Linked DNA regions of Sus scrofa: region 2 is linked to region 1. A link is a contact called in public Hi-C data. All regions are on one chromosome and are shown on one strand. The core of a region is the stretch at or near the end of the contact, and the rest is flanking DNA. Distances in the headings are between cores, read along the strand shown. Region 1 overlaps LOC102158082 (a long non-coding RNA gene). Region 2 overlaps LOC102158082 (a long non-coding RNA gene).

The links. A called contact is a pair of places that touch in the nucleus more often than the background predicts.
Region 2: a Hi-C map of liver shows a contact between it and region 1, with 2.0 times the contacts expected there. The contact joins two enhancer-like sites. A contact is called at or near these places in 1 of 5 promoter capture datasets (liver) and 1 of 47 Hi-C or Micro-C datasets (liver).

Annotation. Positions count from the first base shown.
Region 1 is chr8:10,225,946-10,232,510 of Sscrofa11.1, reverse strand. All of the region lies in intron 4 of LOC102158082 (a long non-coding RNA gene), which reads left to right. Among named protein-coding and RNA genes, the nearest start is that of CPEB2, 180 kb to the left of the region's middle. Within about 2 kb of position 4,275, at least 15 of the 83 cell types and tissues checked have an H3K27ac peak or open chromatin away from gene starts, as enhancers often do. A contact at or near this core is called in liver, where this site is marked.
Region 2 is chr8:10,331,341-10,337,905 of Sscrofa11.1, reverse strand. The region is part of intron 2 of LOC102158082 (a long non-coding RNA gene); the gene reads left to right. Among named protein-coding and RNA genes, the nearest start is that of CPEB2, 72 kb to the left of the region's middle. Within about 2 kb of position 2,630, at least 17 of the 83 cell types and tissues checked have an H3K27ac peak or open chromatin away from gene starts, as enhancers often do. A contact at or near this core is called in liver, where this site is marked.

The DNA.
Region 1 (6,565 bases), core at 3,026-5,525:
AATGACCCCACCTTCAGGCAGGCAGTGTCATAGAGGGAACATTGGATCATAAATCTCTGTACCTTACTTTCCTGGTTTATAACTTTAACATCTCAAATATAAGAACCCCTACATTATTTACTACCTTTAAAGAGTGTTAAAATTGGTGAAGTTTTATGACATACATATGCAAAATAGAGGGAGGGACTAGAAAACCCATGGAAATAAGTGAAGGCTAACCAAAAAAAGCAAAGGCTATTTATTCAGAGCTTGCTAGAGTGAGGAAGGTAGCACCATCATTTTGTGTTTTGGTGGAGAGTCAAAGTCATGGAAAGAAATAGGAAAGCTTTATAGCGGGAAATGGAAAATCCAATGTGTCCTGATTGGAAGCTATTAACATAGGGAAACTGTCAGTAAGATAATTAGAATGGGGGCATCCTATGTGCTTGGCCTGGCTGCATAATTTAGCTTTTTATGTTTGGTCCTAAGTTGGAAGCAGGGACAAAATTTAGGAAAACTGCCAGTCGTTAATCAAATTCTGGACCTTTTGGGTTGATTGTTGTAGGGGTTACTGTCTGGCTTCCTGGATTGTTGCTAGAGACAGCAGTCTGACTTCCTCCAGGTCTGGCTTCTAGCAGGTTGGCTTCCTGGAATGATTACTATAGACAAGCATTTGGTTTTCTGAACTGGGTCCTGCAAGTTTTAGGTCAGGGTTCTATTTTTGTGTATGGTCTGGCCATTGCCTATTTGTATATTCAATCTTTCATTCTTATTAACTATTTGAGTAAAATTTTCAATTCAACTTAAACCAAAAGTTCTTTAATAAAGGAAATGTGTGTGCAGGATCATGGTTTGTGTTTTTGGTAAAGATAGCATTAGATGAAACTATATATGTTTTCAGAATTTTTTTCTTACTATTCATCAACATTACAAAAGCATTAGTTGATTGTAATAGTTAGCCTTTTCTGATTCAGAGAAAGGCCGCCCCTTAAACCTTGTAATAGTTGTGAGTTCCCAAAAATATAAAGAATATTTGATACCTGTGTTGTCAGAACCCTTGGACATTCTTTTTTTTTTCCTGAAGGAACTGGGGCTGCAATCACAGAGTGTTTCACTGACTATATGGGCTATTTCTCAGGATATCAATTAGGATTGGACAATGCATATATATCTAATCATATCTATCTATCTATCTATCTCTTATATGTATGAAACACTTGGCAATACACCAGAAGCTAACAAAACTTTGTAAGTCAAGTATACTTCAATTAAAAAAAACGTTTGGACAAGGCTTAATGTCATATTTCTTGGAACTTTTGGAATAATTCTCAGGATCTCTATTTTATTTTATTATTTAATAAGAAAGGAAAGAAGCCCCTGTCCACGAGACCACACACTCTGGCCTGTGGCTCGTTTTGTTTTGTTTTCTGTTTTTGACCACTCCCACAGCATGCAAAAGTTCCTGGGCCAGAGATCAAACTCACGCCACAGCAATGACCTGAGCCACAATAGTGACAACACTGGATCCTTCATCTTTGCATCACCCAGGAACTCCCTGTGGCTTGTTTTCATACAGCCAAGATAAGATTTTTTTTTTTTTTTCCAATTTAAAATTGTCATTAAAAAACAGAAAAAAACCAACAACAAAAAGAAGTCTATTTAACAGGAATTGTAAGAGGCCTACAAAGTCTAAAATATTTACTCTGTGGTCCTTTAGTGAAAACAGTTACCAGGTCCTGTCTTGGTCCATTAACAGAGAGCCTTCACCAGGTTTTAGAAGGAGGACCCTCTGTGTTTTCAGTGCATGGGGGCTGCTGAGGGTGGGGACACCCCTGATGTGTCTGTAACAATAATTGTAGAGGACACACCAGTCTTACTTGCCAGGCTGGACACAGAGAGGGAGCAGCTGGAGGTGCTCTGAGAGGATCTGACATCAGGTGGCTCCCAGGAAGTAGACCTGAGCGTTTTACTTTGGATTTTTTTTTTTAACTATTGTGTCTCCTCCTACTCGACTGCTCCCTGGGCTGGTCCTGCTGCTTTTTCCAGTCTAGTCTGTGCCTTGCTGGAGGGCAGTCAGTATTTTCAAGGCTTCAAGCTGTCCTCACCTTAGAAAAGCCTTGTCCTTCTGAGTAAAGCTTAAAGCATAATTTTCCTTACCTTTACATTTCTGTTTGGTTCATAAAAAAAGACAAAAAGCAAAACAAAAAATTACCTGAATTGCCCTTCAGAGAAAATTACGTAGGGCCATCATCAGGCGGGTGGGGACAATGTGTGGGAACATCCTCAATAACGCTTACAGCGAAAAAGTTAACTATGAATGTGGGTAAACACCGTAGTCTTAGGAGCTCCCTGGTGGCCAAGTGGTTAAGGATTTGGCATTGTCACTGCTGTGGCTCAGGGTTCAATCCCTGGCTTACTCATAGTCTTAATGATTTAAAAGAAACAAAAGTCTTAATGATTTAAAAGAAACAAAAAGACCAACAACAAAATATGCGTAAAAATAAGACACTGGAGAGGAAATACTTCAGTTAACTGCGCCACAAGGAAATGGAATTCTGGGTTGTTTTTCTTCTTTAAGTTTCTCTATATTTTCACATTTTTCTACCAAAAGCACATATGGTTTTAAAATCAGATTAAAAGAGTAGTTTGACCTCACACTACTCTGGTGTATTCCAGTCAGGGAAAAAAAAATACATACATATATATATATATATATATATATATATATACACACACACATATTATATACACACACATATATATACATACACACACGCATATACACACACACTTATACATATATACACACACATACATACATATATACACACATATACATATATACACACATACACACACACACACATATACATATACACACACACACACACACATTTGCACTCAGATGTCTTCCTGGAAGCAAATGGAAACTGTGGAAAGTGGATCCATCTGTCAAGATGTGATTTTGATTAAATTGTAAGTTACCAAAACCGTGGAGAAAATGAAAAATGATATTAGGGACCCTTGAATTATCCTTGTAACTACTTCCATTCTAATTTCACTTTGTAGGCAGAGACCTTTTTCTTATTTTAAATGTTTGGATGATGGAACCACTAAGAATTATCATTGTCCTAACCCTTCATATATTTACTTTTCAAAACATGAAATTTCAAGTAGAAATAAAAGCCCCAAATGCATCCGAAACTCACTGATGCCTTCTTTTTACATAGGACAAATCTATTGCCTTTCATAATTATTTTTATTGAATTATAAATTGATGGGGAGCAATAAAAACCCAGAAGCCTGAATATCAGGGAGAAAAGGAGACTTGGTCGCAACTTGTTGGTATTTTCTGAAACACGTATTTATTCCGCGCCACAAAAGCGCCATGCGTTAGCATCCTTAAATAATGGAGGACAGTGTCTAAGAGGTGGCCAAGGGGCTGATGATAAGGCAGGTCCGCACCTTCTCAGGGCACTGTCACCATTTTATCTTCATGGTTCTTGGCATCTGTTTCTCTTCTCTCCCTGGGCCATTGTCAGAAGTGTGAGTAACCAGGACACATAAGTCTGCATTTACCAGCTGTCTTTCTGTCCCCAACCTATTTCCCTTCCTCAGGCTCATCTGGCCCCCACCCCCTCCCCTGGCACCACTGCCTCTGCTAGAACTCATCCCTTTCTCTTCTGGCTACTCATCAGACTGTGAGCTCTTTGAGGGCGGGGACCATACCTTAGTTTTCTTGATATTCTGAGCAGCCAACATGGAGCCTGGACTATGGGCTTAGATACATTTTTTTAAATGAATAACTAAAGTGGAACCAAATTAATTAATAACATAGAGTACTTACTCTGTTTCAAGCACTGTTTTAAATACTTTGCCCACATGGATTCACGTCATCCTCATAAAAAAATAATGCGAAGCTCCATTGTTATTATCCACACTTACATGCACCTGTTGGAGGTGCGGTGGTGATCGCAGACCTTCTGGCATTAGAGCCAAGGCTGTTGAAAGCTATGTGGCTTCTGACCCTTTCCTCCTAGACCCACTGGGGTGATGATGGTGACATGTTCCCATGAACACCCCTCACCCCCACCAGGGCAACGGAGGGCCATGTCTGAGCGCAGATGTGAGTCTGTACAGAGCTCACTTGGCTGGGACTGCTCCTCATTTCTCAACCTTGTTAATGGCTAAGAGTGCCTGGCACCCATCCAGGCACTGGGCAGTCAAGCCGGGCGGGTCCGCCCGCATACCACGTGATCAGGCCTGTCCACACAGGCTGCTGGCTTTGCAGCCTTCTCTGGGCATTTTTCTGGAACCCTATCCCTTCTTCTTCCTCACCGTGATCTCTCTGTTTCTTCCAGTGTCCACTGGGCTGACCTCTGGCTTTCTTGGCTTTGTTTTCAGCTCCAGCTGCTCCAGCTCTTTTGACTTTGCAGTGGCCCTTGGCTTCCCTGGTCGAGCCTGACTGCACACAGCCAGCCCTCACCCTTGAATTCTTCTGTCCCTGACAGCTTCTGGCAATAGTCCCGCTTGACCAAACTCCAACCCCTAGTGCTGACATGGCCCCCAAGGCAGGGATGGAACGCCCCCAGCCCTTTCCACATGGCTGAGCAAATAAAGTGGGCGACGATGGGCTAGACGTCTGTAGTTCCAGAGTGGGAGAGGGTGGCAGGAAGGCCTTGAGGATCAGATTTGGGCTTTTCTCCCAGCCTCTCCTGTCAGCCCACTTCTTGGTTCCCCCCAAACCCCCTTCGCCCTTGTCTGAAGGGCTTCATGTAGCGGATTCCCGCTGCCCGGGGGACTTGTCACCCCATCCTCCACCTTTCTGACTCTGCCTCACCCTCTGGACCTCAGTTTGATGGGGAGCCCTTCACTTCTTCCATCCCCCAACCCCGACTGAACCACATAGGTGCCATTTCTCCTTTCTCCTTTGTCACCCAGTACGTCTGTGTCACCACCGTAATGGCTGATGTCCACCCAGGGCTTCATCTGTGCAGGTGCTGTTTAAAGAACTTGATGAGAATTAACTGATTCTCCCCAACAACCCTGAGAAGGATACCACTGCTTTTTTTTTTTTTTTTTTTCTTTTTTGGCTGCCCTGCGGCATATGAAGTTCCCGGGTCAGAGATCAGATCTGAGATGCAGTTGTGACCTATGCCACAGCTGCGGCAATGCCAACTCCTTAACCCACTCTGTGGGGCTGGGGATCAAACCTGTGTCCCAGTGCTCCAGAGGTGCCACCAATCTTGTTGTGCCACAGTGGGAACTTTATTATTTTTTTTTTTTTTTGGTCTTATTTATTTACTTATTGATTTTTAGGGCCGCACCTGTGGCATGTGGAATTTCCTGGGCTAGGGGTTGAATTGGAGTTGTATCTTCCGGCCTACACCCCAGCCATAGCAACACCAGATCCAAGCTGGGTCTGCCACCTACGCCACAGCTTGCGGCAATGCCAGATTCCACAAAGTGAGGCCAGGGATTGAGCCTGCATCTTCATGGGTGGAATGCCTACCTGAATTCTAGTTATGGATATTTTATGTCAGATTCAAATAATACATCCCTGATTCTTGATTTGGTGCGATCTGGTGTGACTAAAATGCAAGGACAGCCAGCCGACTGGTGTGTCATCTTAGGGTTCCTTAACGATTTCTGCAGTAATCAATCTTATTCAATATGAAAAATTTGAGCCACAAAGTGATGTCGATCTCAGGCACCACATTTTACACAGCTGGAGATGGGGGAATAACTTGCCCAAGGTCATGCCTGGAGCCAGTGACAAACAGGGTGCCAGGTCGGCTCACTTCCAGTCCTATGTCCTTTCCGCACACCTGGTCAAACAGAAACTACTGTCACATGAGGGCATGCAGGTAAAACAAACATAACTGGTTTGATTCTGACTCCAAACAGCACGAAGGGGCCCATGGCTCCCGTGCTGCCGGGGACTGTGATCAGCCCAGAGTCAACACAGGGCATCTGATAGCAAGGCACGCCTGACTCAGAAAGGGCCCAGGCTCTGCAAAGCTCTAAGGGAGTTTTGCTTACAGCTCCGTCTTTATTGCTGTGTGACCTTGAGCGCATTCCTTTACTTCTCTGGTCTCCAGTCTCCTCTGCAGCATGACACAGTGTGATGAAACAAATGTTTGTCTCTCAAGTTCAATGTTGAAGCCCTAACCCAGAATGAGAAGATATTTGGAGTGGACCTTTTGGAGGTAATTAGGATTGTAAGGTCGTGAAGCCAGAGCCCCTGTGATGGGGTTAGTGTCATTTTTTAAAAAGGAAAGGAGGTAAGAGCTCTCTCTCCTTCCCTCCCTCCCTCTCTTCTCCCCCGCCTTCTGGGGACACACTGAGATGGCAGGTGTCTGGAAGCTTGGAAGCAGCCTCTCACCAGGACCTGAACCTAGCACCTTGATTTTGGACGTCCAGCTTCTGGAACTATGAGAAAGAAACGTCTGTTGCTTAAGACCCTCAGTCTCTGCAATTTTGTTATAGGAGCCTGAGCTGATTAAGATGGTTTTATAAGCTTGAACTTGAATCCCCCTTCTGGCCCTGTGATTCTGACATTCTTTTTCAAGGTCCCCTCTGTTGT
Region 2 (6,565 bases), core at 1,381-3,880, 110 kb before region 1:
TCGGATTCGTTGACCACTTAGCCATGACAGGAACTCCTGAAGTTTTATTATGAAAGTTAAAATAACTAAAGCTCCATATAAGAAATAGTTTATAGTGAAGTTTATGTTTTCCAGGTATTTTTTAAAAAAATTGTTTATATATGTATGTGCTTAGAAGAATTGTGGTGAGAAATGGACCTTTAAAAAATTAACCTGAGGAGTTCCTGCCTTGGCACAATGGGACAGGTGGCATCTCTGCAGTGCCAGGACTCAGGTTTGATCCCAGGCAGCACAGTGGGCTAAAGGATCCAGCACTGCTGCAGCTGCAGTGTACCTTGCAATAGCAGTTCAGATCTGATCCCTGGCCTGGGAATTCCACAAAAAGAAAAAAAAAAAAAAAAAAAAGAAAAAAAAAAAAAAAAAAAAAAAAAAACCTTGATTTTTAAAATTATGTGAAATATTTAAAACAGAGAATGTGAAAAGAAATGATCTGACTGTGTCAAAATCTTTGTCAAATCTTAACCTTTTAGACATATTTGCTTCAAAATTTTTTTTCTAAGAAAAACCATGACAGATAATAGGTTCCTTCCCATCCTGTTTTCTTTCCTTATTAATTAGAGATAATAGCTAAATCCTTCCAGAATGGTATTGTGAAGTGGCGTTTGTAATTACCTAGTTGTCTACTTTCATCCGGTCTTCCTTCTTTCCTTTGAACAAATAAGTTTTGATTTTTAATTTTGAAGAGATCTATTTTGTCATTGCTTATTTGGGGACTGTTCCTTTTTAAATAGCATTTGTTCTTGTTTCATAGATGTAATATCTTTTACTTCTCTGGGAATTTTTTTTCCCTTTGATTTCTTTTGCTTCTTGCATTTTATCTATTTCTTTATTTCCTAAAATAATTAAAAAATAATTGTGTTGGTCTGTTTGCTATGTTAGAAGTGATCTTCCAAAAATTGGTGATTCTTTTCTGTCCATTTCTATTGAAAGCAAGGCACTTACAAGCATATCAAAAGCCCAACACGTGAGGGCAAGTCTTCTTGAATGCTAAACTTCACTCTTGGGCAGTTGAGTAGATAATTAACCCTTTCCGTGCAGAGCTTCCAGTTGTCCAGCAACTGTATCACTTGGGCTTATCAGTCGCCTAAGAAGTTCCCTATGTTCCAGTCTCTTGACTGTGAGTATAAGCCTGGCTGATGGCCTCTGGGAATTGAGGGAAAGAAGGCTGCTGCCCCTCATTTTCAGCATTTTCAGCTCTGCACACTCCCCTTGCTATGCCTGGTGCCTGAGTCCAGAGTCCTCTGGTTCAGTGCTTTCAGTGATCAACTTCCAGTCTTGTGAGGCCATGGGGTGAGTGAGGAGGGAGAGGATTATGTCATTTTTGCCACAGGAGGTTCTCGAGTAGTCCCACTATTTATTTCACATATACGCGCCTTTAACCAGTCCTCCTGGTCTTTGACCCACTGAATCTTCACCCTCGGAGGTATCTCTAATTCCTGGTTTCTCTTCCACTAGAGTTTGGCCAGGAAATAGAGGTGAGCTTAGGCTTAGAGTTAAATGAGAGAATTTTATTTATTCTCCTTCTGTCTGTCTCTTCCTCCATCTGTGTTACTCCCCCTACACCTGATGCCTCGACGACTGCCTTCCCCTTGCTCCCAGGCCCATGTATAGATCACCTCGGCACTTTAGAAACCTGTTCCACACATAACAATAACAGGGATGTTGTAGATCCAGCCTGCTGGTCAGCACGTTGCTCGATCCCATCCTTACAGGAGACGTGGTGCCTGTGTCCTCTGGGCTCTCTCTGGCCTGAAGTGTGGTCAAAGCAGGCATTCCTCTCCCCCCTTAATGTAAGTAGTGTCTTCTCTGTCTCTCCACTGACTTTGAGCAGTCAGCCTTGTCCCGGTTCCCCATCTTGGGTGGTGGTTCAAGTTTTATTTCAATAACATAAAATGAAGACTGCAGAAGCTAAGGCTTCAGCCCCACTCCAGCCTCAGAGCTTAGGAGCCTTTTGGCTTCGGCCCCTCGCATTTGTTTCCCTGTTCCTCATCCGAGAAGGGTAATCTTCCCCCTTTACTCCTGACCATGTCTTTTAGTGTGTATATGCTATGCTTATTTTTTAATGTGTTTTTCCTCCATCGCTTCTCTTAGTTTGGAACAGAGGAACAAAGTGTGAACATAGTACATCTTCACAGAAAGTCTGAATATTGATTCATTAAAAATTAACAAGACAGCAGCAACAACAAAAGCCAATGACCAAATGAAACCCATGCCCTTTCATCTGACAAAAAGTGTTACGATCTGAGCGAGTCTGATTTGACTGTGCTTTGTGACGTCTCAAGCCTCTCACCAATCTTAATGATTTATTTTACATGTATGTGTCCATGTCACCTCACTAGAAAATTCTAAGACCTTCTTCACACGGGCCTCAGTTTTATTTATGTCACAAACGTAAAAGGTGAACTTCTAAAGACCTGGAATTTCTCTCTGTCTCAGACACATTCCCCAAACTTCCAGCACAAACAGAAAAGCATTTTCCCGTCTCTGGGGTCCTTAAGCAATGTTTGGCTGAGAGACACACAAGACGAGGGTTAGAAGTGAGTTCTCAACAGGCTGGGTGAGTAGAACGCCCTCCTTCCTGCGCAGGCTCTCCAGCCCGGGCCCATTGCCAAGAGCACAGAAGTTCGCCAGAAAGACAAACAGTGAGAAGTTCACCAAACACTTGGACTTTAATTTGCTTCTTGAAATGCCAGGTTATTTTCTTTTTCTGGCAGGCACTGTCGTTCCTTCGCTAACCTCACAGATTCTAAACTCTAGTCCTACCCTTGGTAGCAGTTTTCCTGGAACTTTACCAATTCAATAGACATTTATTAAGTGTGCCGGGCAATGCTTGGGACTGGGGGTATGAGTACAGCACAGATCCTGTTCTTAAGGCCTCACGGTCTGATGGTGGGGGGACAGACAGGTCTGTGAACCAAGAGAATTAGCACAGGTGACAAACCTGTGTGCTTGAGCTCTAGCTGTGGCGTCCAGCTGCCCAGGTTCTCATCTGTAAGAGCTGCTGTTCATGGTTAGTCAACCTCTCTGTGCTTCAGTTCCTCCCCTCCTCCCTCCCCATAGAAGACATGATGACAGTTTCATAGAGTGTTTATATGTAAACATTAGGGTTTATTATGGTACTTATATATATTATACATATTTTATATACACACACTCACAAATGTATGTATGCATGCTTACCTATATCTACAGGTAAATATATATCTAGCAATATGTATATATCTTGTAGTCTGTGTATGTGTATGTATGTATAGTAGATATTCTGTATGTTCTGTATATAAATATACAGGTGCTGTAATATATGGCAGGTTAGATATTATAATACATCAGTATGTATAGAACCTATATAATGGAGCTTGCCAAACAGGAAGCACTTCATAAATGCCAACGTGTATTATTATGTAAATTTTAATTATGGAAAATGAAGGAGAGATTGAACCAATAATGGATGGAACATGGACTTTGCAGTCAGACAAGCCTAGGTTTATGAGACTTGACACACTGCCTACTGCACTGAGAAGGCACTAGGCCTAGGTTTAAAACCTTGATCACCATCTTGTAACCCTGAATAACCTTGTATGTGAAGTCCTTAGTCCATTTCAAAATCGACGCTCAGAAAGTGCTGCTGTTATTACTATTATTCCTTAGTTGCTCTGAAATAAAGTTTTCCCAGCTCGAAAATAATGATGACTATGTTTATATTGATATAGGACAATTGTTGATCATTTTATGAAAATAATAAATACATCATTTCTAGCACAAAGGGGGGCATTTGTCAAATCGATAAATGATCATTTAAAATATTATTATCATATTCAACTATGTATTTTTTATATAAAGTGTCTCCTGTATGGCAGAGAAGACTAAGATGCCACCCAAAATTTCCACTCTTCCTTCTATAGGATAGAACTATCCTGGGAAAGAGCTGCCAAGCTATGGACTACATCTCCTTCCTTTTTGGGCCAAGTACCTGATTCTCAAAATAGAATATGAGGGTAAGTGATGCATGTCCCAGTAGAGGTGATTAGGAAGTATGGCTTTTCTCCCCTCTTTTCCCTTCTGCTAGCTAGAAGCAGAGGACTCAGATCCTAGGACATGACAGAACCAGAACCACAAGACGAAAAGATCCTGGGTTCCTGAATCACCATATGGAGGAAAGTTACCTACCAAGCAGGAACATCCACACTGGGTTTTTAATCTGAGAAAGGAAAGGACTTTTATTGTCTTAAGCCAATTTGGGGAGGGGGTCTATTTGTTAAAGCATCGAGTATCATCATAATAAATGTAATACATGTTGAAGGTGCCAGAGTAACTGAGGACAGGGGAGCAAATTAGAAGAGTAATGTCACTGTTGAAGGGAGAGGTCACCAGGATTTGAGCTAGAAAATGTGGTGGAAATGGAGTAGATGACATGAATGCAGAATGTATCATGGAGACAGCATAACAGAGTGTGTCATTGGTTTGCTTTATGGAGCAGAGAGACACAAATGTAAAAATAGAGTCGGGTTTGTTGAGAGGGAGGACGGGGAGGGTGATGGTGACATTAATCGAAGTGAGGAAGGGAGGATGAATGCGGGGAGACCTGAGGAGGTTACGTTTATTTTGGACATTCGTAACAGGATATTCGTGTGGGGTGGACTGTCCATGTTGACCAGCAGGTGTTTTTGTTTTTGGACTGGTGCTGGGGAAAGAGCATCTCATCAGTAATTTTTTTTTTTTTTTGTAAGAGGTGGAGCCAAGAATGTATATATATGTATAACTCGGTTACTTTGCTGTACAGCAGAAATTGACAGAACATTGTAAATCAACTATGATAAGACATTTTAAAAAAGAGGAGGATTCACAAGGGCTATTTGAACGAGGAGGTTGGGGACTGATTAGTGAGCTAATGGGACTGGAGACACAACACCCAGGCTGCTGTAACAAAGTATCATACACTGCATGGCTTAAACAATAGACTTTTCTATTTTTTCAGTTGTGAAGGTCAGCGTTCATGACCAAGGTGCTAGTTGATTTGATGTATGGGAGAGCTCTCTCCTTGGGTTGCAGGCAGCTGTCTGTTCACTGTGTCCTCATGTGAGGAAAGAGCACAATGGCTATTGTCTTTTCTTATAAGGGCACTAATCTCGTTCATGACGGCTCCACTCTCATAACCTAATTACCTCCAAAGGCCTCATCTCCAAATACCATCACGTTAGGGGGGAGGGCTTCAATCTATGAATTTTGGGGGGGCATAAACACTTAGTCCTTCATGCACAGGTGTTCAAGTCAGGAGAAAGTAGAGGAACGCAGGTTAGAAAAAATTCTTATGGAAGTTTAATCAGAAAAGGCAAAAGTGACTGAAGCTGAAAAATTTTAGTCCTTCTTGTAATATTCAGAACAAGATTTTTTTTTTTTTTGTATTATTTTCTTTGTCTTTTCTAGGGCCATGCCTATAGAATGTGGAGGTTCCCAGGCTAGGGGTCGAATCGGAGCTGTAGCCACTGGCCTATGCCAGAGCCACAGCGATGTGGGATCATTGCTGTGTCTGCGACTTATACCACAGCTCACGGCAATGGCAAATCCTTAACCCACTGAGCGAGGCCAGGGATCAAACCAACAACCTCATGGTTCTAGTCGGATTCGTTAACCACTGACACGACAGGGGGAACTCCACAAGAAACTTCTAACCTAATTGATCACTGAGGAAAAGCCAAGAATGTGGACGTGCTACCTTGCTCACTTTGAAAGAACCTGTCATGACATGATTTGAAATCTGGTGTCACGTTAACAGAACATACATGAGAAAAAAACAATTCTGAGGCCTTCGACCAAAGTGTTAGTTTATCCAGTTTATAAAGTTTATTTGGCCGGGTCTCCTTGCTGAAGATTGTTGTTTTTATTAATCTGTTCACTTTTTTTCTCCCTTTTTTTTTTTTTTAGGGCCACACATGCAGCATATGGAAGTTCCCTGACTAGGGGTTGAATTTGAGCTGTAACTGCCGGCCTATGCCACAGTCAAAGCAACGCTGGATCTGAGCCACATCTGCCACCTACACCACAGCTCACAGCAATGCTGGATCCCAAGCCAGGGATCAAACTTCATCCTCATGGGTATTAGTCAGGTTAGTAACCACTGAGCCACAACAGGCACTCCAGTCTGTTGACTTTTGATCTAAGTCTGTTTAGACCTTGTTTGAATGTTGAATCTATGTATTTTAGGAATTAAAGACCTGGAAGAGCCCCTAGAGATGATGTTAGGGTCCTGTTTTTCAAACTGTTCTAGGGAACCCTGAAGGTACGGAGGAGGTGCCTCCCAGTTTACCTTAGATGTGAGAGTGGTGAGCGCCTGAGTGGGGACAGACACCACCTGTATCACCTCCACCCCACTCTTCAACCAGCCAGATCCACACAGAGTCTCTGTTACGTATTAGGCTTCTGACTAAGATGCCATTTGAAGGGAGTTCACGTTGTCACGCAGCAGAAATGGATCCGACTAGTATCCATGAGGATCCATGGACTTGCTCAGTGGCTTGGGGACCCGGCG